Regions from separate parts of the Mus musculus genome. Here region 1 is linked to region 2. The links are chromatin contacts, called in public HiCAR-type maps. All regions are on one chromosome and are shown on one strand. The core of a region is the stretch at or near the end of the contact, and the rest is flanking DNA. Distances in the headings are between cores, read along the strand shown. Region 1 has its middle 15 kb from the start of Gm36788. Region 2 holds the start of Tmem72 (transmembrane protein 72).

Region 1 (5,610 bases), core at 1,774-4,273, 44 kb after region 2:
CTCTTTATTTTTAAAATAATATTTTATTAAATCTTTGAAAATTTCACACAGTATATTTTGATCATATTCACCACACAACTCCTCCCATGTCTACTGACTCCACATTCACCTCATTACCCATGCAATTTTGAGTTTTCTTTGATTTTTTTTTCTCCTATTGAGTCTAGTTGTGTGAGCCACCCTTGGAAGCAAGACCTGCCTGGAGTGTGATTGAGCTATCAAGCACCACATTGTTTCTTCCTCTTGGATGCTATCCAATATCAACAGCTCTACAGCTACTGGTGAGATTTTTAGTCCACCTCCATCACTGAATGGCTAGAGCATGTACAATTTTTGTGAATATTGTCACAATTGCTATGAGTTCATTCACACATGCAACTGTCCTGTTGTGTCTGGAAAACTATTTCCTTGAAGTAAGCCTCCATGTATATCTCTTACAATCTTTATATCTTCTCTTTTGTGACATTCCATGAGCTTGGGGGCTTTGAGAATATATATAATTCTAATTAGTCCCTGTGAAGGGACTCTAGCCTTCTTGTTCTCCTCTATCCCCTTTGCTTTGCTAAACACCCACTAGATTTCATTCCTAAAGCTAGCCACCAAGTTCTATTCTCTTATATGGCCACTAACTCCTCCTGAGGCTGACCACCAAAGTCCATCTATCAGAGTATTGAAATTCAACAATCAAAAGCCTCCATTGTGGCTGTCTTAAATAAACCTGTCCAATCAAAATTAAACTCCTCATTCCTACGCAGGGTTTCCCTTTTTCCCTTTATAAACTGCTATTGCCTATGGGCCACATCTGCTTCCTCTCTATCCAGAGGCAGTTTGTCCGCTGGGGACAAATATCTCCCCCTTTGCTTGTTCAGTTCCCTTCCTTCCTCATCTTCTATCTCCTTTGTCCTTATTTCCTGTTCTTTGTCTCTCTGGGGGCAAATAAATCTCCTTTGTGGGGAGAACTTGGTCTTGTGGGGGTGTCTTTTGCTGATACTAGTTCCTTCACACCATAGTTTCTTATTTTCTGCATGGCTTCCTGTTGAATGTTTCTGTGATCACTGTTTCTCTGATCATCAGAGGGTTTAGGGATGCATCCCTCTATGGGTGATACATCATTAGGGGTCATCTTAGCACTAAGTGGATCCATTAGTGGATTCACCCCTAGGACTAGGAATACTAACCTATTTAGTCACATGTTTTGGGCCCCATTAACAGTGACAGAAATGAGTTCCATCTCATGAAGCAGGCCTTATATGTGATCAGAGTGTTGGTTACTTCCATAATGTCCATGCCATTATTGCGCTGGGTAGGCCTATCATATTAGGCCACTCACTACTGTAGCTTGCATGGTTCATAGATGGATGAGACTGATGCTGACTTTTCTCACTTTGTAGCACGAATACCCTCTCCCTGCACTATGAAAGCAGAGATAAAGCTTCCAAATGAGGACTAGCCTGATTTCTCCATGTTCTGCAAGTCCAAAGTGTGATGTCTTCATCAGCATCATCTTACTGACAAGATCTGGAAGTCAATCAAGAGTATCAGCACTAACGTGTAAATGCTTGGGGATCTATGAGTCCACTTTTGGTTAGTCTCATTAAACTTCCTTTTTATATATGTATATATTTTAGAAAGCTTCTATAGTAATAGTTTCCTGGTGGTGCACACCTTTAATCTCAGCACTTGGGAGGTGGATTTCTGAGTTCGAAGCCAGCCTTGTCTACAAAATGAGTACCAGGACAGCCAGGGCTATACAGAGAAACCCTGACTTGAAAAACAAACAAACAAAAAAACAAAACAAAACAAACAAAAAAGTAATAGTTTCCAAATGGCTGTTTTCCTCTCTCCCTCTCTCTTTTAATTTATTTTTTACTTTTATTGTGACATTTTTTCTTGCATGGTATAACTATAATTATAATTATGGTTTTCCTTTCTTCTACTCCTCCCAGTTCCTCCCCCACCTCCCTTCCTATCTGGATCCATTCCTTTTCTGTCTCTCATCTCTAGCTGCATATGCATCAAAAGATGGCCTAGTCGGCCATCACTGCAAAGAGAGGCCCATTGGACTTACCAACTTTAGATGCCCCAGTACAGGGGAACGCCAGGACCAAAAAGGGGGAGTACGTGGGTAGGGGATTGGGGGTGGGTGGGTATGGGGGACCTTTGGGATAGCATTGAAAATGTAAACGAGGAAAATACCTAATTAAAAAAATTGGGAATATGTGTTAAGTTAATGTAAAAACTAGCCAGCATAGTTTGAAAACTCTTTTTTTTTTTAATTTTTTTTTAGTTCTTTGCACTATATTATAATTAGGTTATTTATTTTCTTGATATTCAGTACTTTGAGTTCTTTGTATATTCAGATAGATTTTTGTCAGATGTATAATGCTAGTCATAAGACATTTTTTTTTTAACATTTGGTAGGCTGCCTCTTTAGGCATCTATTGAACTCTGTGGATGTATTTTGCTGTATAGAAACTTATTTTTAGTTTTATATGGTCCCACTTGTCTATTGTTGGTCTTTTTTTTTTTAATAGCTTTTAAAAATAATGACACAAGGCTGGGAATTGTAACCTTGTTTACTGAGGAGGAAACAAGGGTCTAGAAAGAATTATATCTGGCCAAAGCACAGAGCCCTCAGAATACAGTACAGAGACCCCCCCCACCCGCATCATAGAGTCCTCAGGATAGAGAGACCCCCTTCCCCTTATCACAGAGCCCTCAGAGTATAGTAGAGAGACCTCCTCTTTTCTTTTCTGGATTCAAGTTGAAGGTTACAATTTTTAGTACGTTAACCCCCAGGTAAGAACTGAGTATTGGTGTTGATCTCTAAGTCCTGACTGGTTCAATGCAAATCAGTTTCATGGCATATAAAGGTGGTTTTTTTTTTGTTGTTGTTACACAAATTGGTGGCATTTCTTACTGATAGAAGGATAAGTAAGGTGTTTGAGCTTCTGACCAGTGACCCTTGACTTTCCTTCACCATCTGAGCACACATCCAGTGTGATCTTTGCTCTACGATGGCTGATTTTTCTAGCACCCGAAGCTGCTTTTCTCCATGGAATGCAAATCACCCTTGCATGGGGCCCTGCCAGGCTTGGAGGAATTCAAGGTGACATTCAGTTCCAGATTAACTGACGTGGGAACGGTTTTGCTGAAGCTGAAGAGACCTTCCGTTTTATTGTTTGTTTATTGATTTATTTTTCTGAAGCCAGAAAATAACCTTAATGACACAGCTCGGGAAATTTGCACATAAGGGACCTGAGCACTGTGGGTATTCTTCACATAACAGATGTGCATAATACTTATACTGGCAATGGTACCATCATATATTCCTCAAAGATTCTGTCTACAATTTAGGACTCATGGAACTTCACAATGGGGTCTCGAAGTTTGCACACTGTCGCTGAAATCCCTACTGAAGTCTCGGCATTGTGGATTCACACAGCTAGGTTTTGACTCCGGACAGCATTGTCTACATGTTCTGTGTGAAACTGAACGAAACAAAGAAAAAAGACCCATGTAGAAGAATAACTAAGCAGGAAACAACCCACGTTAATGCCCCCATCTCACAGGTGTGAATACTGAGAATTGGTGGGCAGGAATAAAGGAATGAAGGGTTTTGACTTTACCTACTTGTACCAATCATGAGAATGGAGAACTCTCCCAACCCAGACGGTCCAAGTCTTAGAGATATACACTATGTTCAGCCTCTCCCAAGCAAACCAAGGTGACATGTCTCTGTTACATCGGGATATAACTTAAATGCATAAAAATATATTTTTAAATATCACCTTATAAGGAGCTCAAGTCTGGATGGATATTTTTGTGAGGGCTCGAAAGATTGCCTCTTTTTTTTTTTTTCTTTTTAGATTGCCTCTTGTTGCTAACTTAGAAGTTAGTAAATCTTCAGACTGTCATGAAGAGGATACAATTTTTTAAAAAAAGTGCATCTGTATGATAATTTTCATGATGCTTCATGTCATCCTTTAGGATAAGGGAGTGATGACATCACCCAGTAGAGGTTCTCAGTGCAGTTGCTGGCTCAAAGCTGTAAGTATCACAGAGAACTTCTTTTTACCAAGGTAGTCTTGTTCATCTATTCCAGAAGTTGAGGATGGAGCTCTCCAGACAGTGTGCTACAAGCTCAGTGTGAGGACTGCTGCTAACGGAGTGAAGCCAGCCCTCGTATCTGCGGGAGACTGCTTCCAATACGTTCACATCTTGAAAGTAAACACTTCAACACAAGGATGCTGTATTAGTTACTTTTCTGTTGCTGTGATAAAACACACGTGGCCCAAAGCAACTTGTGGCAGGAAGGAACCATTTGACTCACAGTTCCAGAGGGCTTTGGATCCATCATGGAGGGAGGCGTGGCAGCAAAGGGCAAGCATGGGGGCAGGAGCAGGAAGCTGAGAGCTCCGATCTCTTAGTGTAAGAATGAAGCAGAGAGGGAACTGGAAGTAGGGCAAGGGCTGTCCTCAGTGATGTCCTTCGTCCTGTAAAGCTGGACCTCTTAAATCTCCCCAAACAGCACCATCACCTAGGAACCAAGTTTTCAAATACTCAATTCTAGAGGGACATTTCTCATAGAAGCATCACAGAGGCTCAAGTCATTTACATAAAATGATGTCACATTTGAGTGTAACCTATGTAGATTCTCGTGCATATTTAAAATCATCTGTATATGATCATAATTATAATGTAATGTGATACAGGTGCCATGCAAATAGTTGTGCTCTATTATCTAGGGGATACTGGCAGGGAAGGAGGTCTGTGCATGCTCAAAACATACAGTTTTCAAATACATATTTTCAGTCCATAGTGGGTTAAACCTGGATGTAGGGGTCTTACTACCTTGTCTTCCTGGTCTCTGATAGCATGATAGTTAATTTTATGAATCAAAATGGCTAGGATATAATGTCCTAGTGATTGGCCAAACACTAGTTTATAGGTTGCTGTGAAGATATATTTTTAAGATTTAAAGAATATTTTTTATAATGCAAGTAGCCTCATCTAGTCCACTGAAGAACTTAACAGAAGTAAGGTGGTCCTCTAGAGCTTCTGCCTCCAGACTGCTCTGGAGTTCAAGACTGTGGGTAACTTCCTGCCAAAGCATCCAGTCCACTCACTGGTCTGCTTCCCAAGGTCTGCCTCGCAGCCAGTCCCAGCAGTGCATAAACCCCGCCTCCGTCTCCTTTCTTCTCATGCATACAAGAGTTTCCTAGGAGCTCTGTTTCCCTGGAGATCTTTGGAGACAACATGAGATTCTGATCTCTGAGATCTCCTTACTTGCTTAAGCTCAAGTTCATGACATGAGTCTAGCTGGGCCTCAACTGGCTGCTGTCCACAGGCAGGAATTAGTGCAAACATGAAAATTAATTTCAACCAAGGGCTTAGAGAATTAATAAGGGATTTGGCATTTCATAGATACACCCGATTTCAACAGTCATTTGGTTGTAGATCATCCCTTTTCATTAAAGCCTCTTTATTGAAAAATTCTAGCTTTCAATGGGTAGGGAAAAACCAGATGGGTTTTAATGGAAATCCTTACACTGTTATCCTCTGTATGGCTTCACGGAAGTCAGTTAACCCAAACAAAGTATGTTTTCC
Region 2 (5,268 bases), core at 196-2,695:
CTCCATCTCATAGCAGGAGGGCTGGAATTTGACCTTGTCTGCTCTGATTCATAGCCACAGTGCCAGAAGAGCCTAACAGCTGGTTGACTATGAACTCATCCTAGCACCCCAGAAATGATCTGGATCTCCACTGACCATGGATTTATCACAAGGACATCTACCAAGAACCACCACTCACATGTTGTTTTACCAAGCACCGAGTCTGCCAGATCCATCCATTACAGAGGTCAGGAAACACAGCTTCAGGGCTCCACAGAGTTGGACCAAGGTTGTACAAGCACGAGAAGCCTGAGGCTTGGGTCCTATTGCTTTGGTTTGAACTGGAGAGAAGCCTTTCAGTTGGGAGAGACTCTTGAGAAAGCTTTTGTCCAGATGCAAAGAAGGATTTAGTGTGTATTTTTTTTTATTTCCCCAAGGGATTTGGTGTACAGAGCTAAGAGCTCAGAACATTGCTCTTCAGTCCCTCAGTATAGGCTCTGCCCCTTCTGCATCGGTGGGGCTCAGGGTTAGGGCCAATTCTTTGCTAACTATCTGAAATTCCAGTCAGCTGAGCTGCTCAGGTGATTTCTGGTCTTCTAAGCCTCACGCTATGCTCCTGTAGATGGCTCATACCAAAGAGGCTGGTTTTCAACAATGCATTTTTCCAGAAGGGTGTGGGGAGGGCACCGTGGAAGCTTGCCATCTTTCTACCTATCAGGTCTCCTGAGGATAGAGTTGCCCCATTAATGGGATTCTCTCTGCAGAAGATAGGACTATTGTCAAACAAAGCAAGGTGAATAGCTGAGCACTCTAATTAGCTACACAATGCTACGATTCTCACATTTTTTTCCAGCCTTGTATACCTTCACCTCTAGTCCCCAGCTCAACAAGCTCTCCTCACAACCCTCTGAGGGCAAGAGGCACACCTGTCAGCTCATTTCAGTGATAGGGATGCTGAAGGTTCTTAAAGGTCTTGTGGGGGTGGGATGCCACTGAGTATCGGCACCAGACCCAAGGCTCTTCTCTATCTGCCTAAGGCTCACTCCACACCTGCCATTTTCCCAAAGTTCAGGGTTTCTGAGGAACTCAAAAGAGAAACTGAAGGAGAGATGTGGCCAGATGTGCCCACCGTCCCCTGGCTAGAAGCCATTTCTCTAGTAGCCTTCCCCATAGGGCCTCTGAGCAAGGAGTTGGTAGATGAGGGGTAGGATCTTACCTGCAGCCGTAGCGATGCCCAAGAGCCGGCAGGTATACTCCAGTCCAGTCCAGAATACCTGGAGCTTCATGGTGCCAGGGGTGTGAACAGAGTCCCAGAAGGGCAGGCTGCGAAGATGCCTCTGTATCTGAGATGCTCTGGATGCTCCTCACAAGCAGGAGGCTGCGGGGGCTGGCTGGGGGGCCCCCTGGGCCTTGGGCTCAGCCTCCCTGAACTAGCTCTGGCCTCCGCTGTCTGGCTGAGGTGTGAATAGGGCTCCCCTCCCTAGCTTAGCAGCCCATGCCAAGTGCTGCTCAGTTTAATCATTATCTTGGGAGAATGCTCTCCTTGCTCCACGTAGCCCTGGCCTAGCCTGGAGCGGCTTCGGCTCCGGCTCCGGTGCAGCTGCCTGAGATCATACCGATTAGGGTTGGGCAGGAGGCAGCCTGGAGTTGGCAATTAGCTGTTTCTGTCTGGGAGGAGGGAACAGGAGAGCTAGAGGCCAAGCCCTTCCCTAGGAGGCTGTTCCAAGAAAGTCACCCCCCCCTCACCTCACACCTGCTGGGGGTCCAAAGAGGAGACAGGGCACACGCAGATCTGGGCTAGGGAAGAAGAGTAGAGACGGAGACAGAGATAGAACAAATGTGTTTCTAAATCTCCACTGGTAGCCACTTAGCAAATGAGTTCCAAGCTCTTTCCTTCTGTGTATAGGTGGGTTGAAAAGATTTCCGAATCTGGTAGATTTGAACTCTGACCTTCTTGGTTCAGATGGCAGCACGTGGAGACCCTCCTCTGTTCCTTACAAGCATCCGGGATATGAGATGTGAGAAATCACGGTGTATGCTGTGTGAACAATTAACTGGGTGACCTTGGGGGAAACCCAGAGGTGTCTGGGAGCCTCAGTAACTGTGACAGAAAGTACAGAAGAAATGTAACTATACCGGTGTTCTCAAAACAGAAAAGTGCCCAAGAACCCCGTGACACGCTCAGCCTCTGAGGCCGGCCCTAGGTGGGCTTTGCCGGCGTTTACGTTACAACCGACCTAGCGGATTAAACAGTACTGTGTTTTGGTTTTCCTATCAGGCATTCTCTGAAATCTCTTCCTAGTCTGCTCACGTGGGATGAAAGACAACAACCAAATGAACGGGCAGATTGGCCAACCCTAATACCAGCAGAAACCTCCACCTAATACTGTTTCTTTCTTTGCTGTTTAATGAGTGGCCATATTTTACTATGAAGATTATTATGGCTTGACCATTGATTTGTATTCCATAACCCACCCTCTCTTGTAAGAACCTCTGTGCTCATATGATACTTAAAACGATGTCTAGAAATGTATCATTCAGTGCTTATCATGTGTGAGACCCTGGGTCTCATCTCGAGCAACACACACACACACACACACACACACACACCACACACACAGAGGAGCGTGCGGAGCACTTGTGGAGTATGACTTCGTTTATTTACTTCTTCACTGAACAGACTGTGTCTTATCGGGTTATTTATCTATTACCTGAGTTTTATCTACTTGAACCTCCCTGAAATGCCGCATGTCTGGGCAGCCAGCACCCGCTGTGCTAACTGCATGCTAGAGTGTTTCTGTGGTAGACACTGAGTTGATCTGAGGAAGGAGCTGGGACCTGGGCCACAATAGCTCTGTGGCTTACAGCCTTCTTTGGGAAGACTGAGTAGCCTTTCTCTGAGTAGACTGGGGAGACCCCATCACACCATAGCTGTCACTGGCCTTTCCTGAACCACAGTGGCTTCTTTTCTTTGTGTCTCATACCCCCCCATGCTCAAATGCTCAGAAGACATGGACTCTAGAAGACACGACCATGGCTTCTCCTCCTCAGTCAAATCTTTGGGAATGAGCAGGTGACCCAATTTTGGGCCAAAAGCCCAAATTTGTGGCACATGCTTCTGGGATTTTGGGGGAAGTCCCCCTTATTTTTAACAAGGGGCTCAAGGACAGGGTGAGCTATGCCTCTATGGATCTCCTAGTCCGGATGAGGAGTGGCTGGGTGGGGCCTGTCTCATGAGACAACAAGCAGCTGTGAGATGACTTTGGGGCTGCTAAACCTTCCAGAGGTGCTTTGTCATATCGTCACAGGAGGCTTCCAGGGGTCACAGCAGGATTCAGGTCACAGCAGAATGTACGCAGAATGTACGCTGCCTGACAGAATGGGTTGTGTCTGAATAGGCTCAATTCCTAGCTCCTTTCCTAATCAGGATTTTCTCTGTGCTCTAAGCTCACAGTGGGACAGGTAGAGAACTAAGAACTAAAGATGAAAAAGTTAGGGCATTCCTCAAAACCCAGGGGTGCCCTGTTTCACCGAGCTGCCCTTTACAGAGATCTGGAAAATGGCATTGAGCTGATGAGGTGAAGAAGGCAGAGTCCATTTCAGAAGCAGATGGAAGAGGAATCCCAGTGTGAGCCCCTTTAGAAGAAACCACAGAGTGGGCAAAGGACCATTAACCCCATTTGTAGAGTCCCAAGGGACAGAGAGAAGTCTGTCTTGGCAAAGCTCCCCAGATATCTTACAGTCTAGAGAAAAGACTTCTGGGAAGCAGTGGCTAGGCCCTAAAATAGGACTTGGAGAAGGAAGTGAGGCCCTGGACGTGCACATCTGACCCGGCCTCACTAATGTGCCCAGCAGAAAACAGCACTTAGCAGAAGGCCCCGGAGTTTCACTTTCCACAGGCTATCAAAGGGCAGAGGAGGGAGGGAAGGAAGGAAGGCAGCAAACCTGAAGTGGAGAGAGATTCGGCACCCATGTAGAGCCTGGGAAAGTCCTTCAGGTGACAGAGGGTCTTATTACAGCAGGGAGTCATGTAGAGTATGCCAGGTAGGCCCCACTGCTCAGGACCGTGATAGCATGTAAAAAAATAAAAGTCCAATGATTTTTGTCCTGTGAAATACAATGGGTAGACATTGAACTGGAGAGCCATGAGCTTTGAGCAGTGAAATATGTTCTAGCAACTGATCACCCAGGAGTAGGTAGGCATTGTGGGAAGCAATGAATGGACTGAAGCCCACATGAATCCTACGGTAAGGATGTGTGGACAATTTGAAATCTCTGGATTACTCAGAGTGAGAAATCTGTGATTCTAAGCAACTGTTCACCTGCTTCCTCACAGGTGAATCCTGTGAGGACTTCCATAAGACACTTTTTTTTTTTCAAGGCCCCTGGAATACACCAAGGAAGAGATCTGGGGCTTTCTGTCTTATGTCAAACTTCACTCTCCTGGTTGGTCTGTCAATGGCCTCTGGCTCCCAGGCCAGGAAGAAAAGCAGTGTGGTGAAGTTGAGCAATGATGGTTATAGATTTTAAAATTATTCTCGTTGTAATCTAAGCACTTGGCAAAAACCTGTCCTGGCTCCAAGGCTCGTGAAAGTAGCAGCAATGTTTGTTTTCATTGTGAGAGTTGATGCTTACATAATGTGCCTGCGTACCTGAGAGTCAGTGCTGCATACATACAAAACCCCCTTCTTACCCTCAGATCACAAAGGAAGGATACGAGGGGACACTGAATCTGGTCAGGCCTCTGGCTCAGGCCTTCAGCTGCTTTCTCAGCGTTAGATTTATAGATGCTTTATCATGGAACTGCCTTGCGAGAGGGAACTCTTCACAGAACAGTGGAGATGACTCAGAAAGATTTTGTCTGAGATCAGCATCATCGAGAGCCTTTCTGCTCCTAGAATTGAGGAGTTGGAGTTTGATTCAGTGGGGATGCGCATCTTCTCTGGAGGTGGTCCACAGGAGTAGTGCCCCAGCCGTCAGGATGGGGTTCCCTCATGGCTTTGTCTGGGGCTTCTGTTTGTTACTATACGGGGGTGATTTTCAGACATCCCAGCCATATGGGATGGACATAAATTGCACATCACTGACAGGGGCACAGAATTTCCAGATGTTAGGAGTGACTCTGGAGATCTTGAGGAGTGAGGAGAGGATGAAATATATGTGCTAATCATTAGCCACTGGGCTTGAGGAAGCCTTGGGAAAGCAGTGGGAAGATCTAGGGCATAACTCAAACCCAGAGATGTCCTGGGGGTGGTGTCTGGGCTGATGCAGATAACTCATTGATATTTC

The links. HiCAR-type assays count read pairs that join an accessible place to other places.
Region 1: a contact with region 2 is called in a HiCAR-type map of kidney, with 2.4 times the contacts expected there. The contact joins the enhancer-like site here to the promoter of Tmem72 in region 2. A contact is called at or near these places in 6 of 39 promoter capture datasets (the C10 cell line, cranial neural crest, epiblast stem cells and 3 more), 1 of 15 datasets of contacts at CTCF or cohesin (pro-B cells), 7 of 484 Hi-C or Micro-C datasets (the C10 cell line, bone marrow-derived macrophages, macrophages and 3 more), 3 of 115 datasets of contacts at active chromatin or transcription factors (bone marrow-derived dendritic cells, embryonic stem cells and kidney) and 3 of 9 other capture datasets (adipose tissue, liver and pancreatic islet).

The regions. Positions count from the first base shown.
Region 1 is chr6:116,757,303-116,762,912 of GRCm38.p6, forward strand. No RefSeq gene overlaps it. Among named protein-coding and RNA genes, the nearest start is that of Gm36788, 15 kb to the right of the region's middle. Within about 2 kb of position 3,024, at least 1 of the 459 cell types and tissues checked has an H3K27ac peak or open chromatin away from gene starts, as enhancers often do. A contact at or near this core is called in kidney, where this site is marked.
Region 2 is chr6:116,715,313-116,720,580 of GRCm38.p6, forward strand. It overlaps Tmem72 (transmembrane protein 72), which reads right to left and starts at 1,446. Exons shown (of 5, transcript NM_178768.4): 1 at 1,196-1,446. The coding sequence starts at 1,265.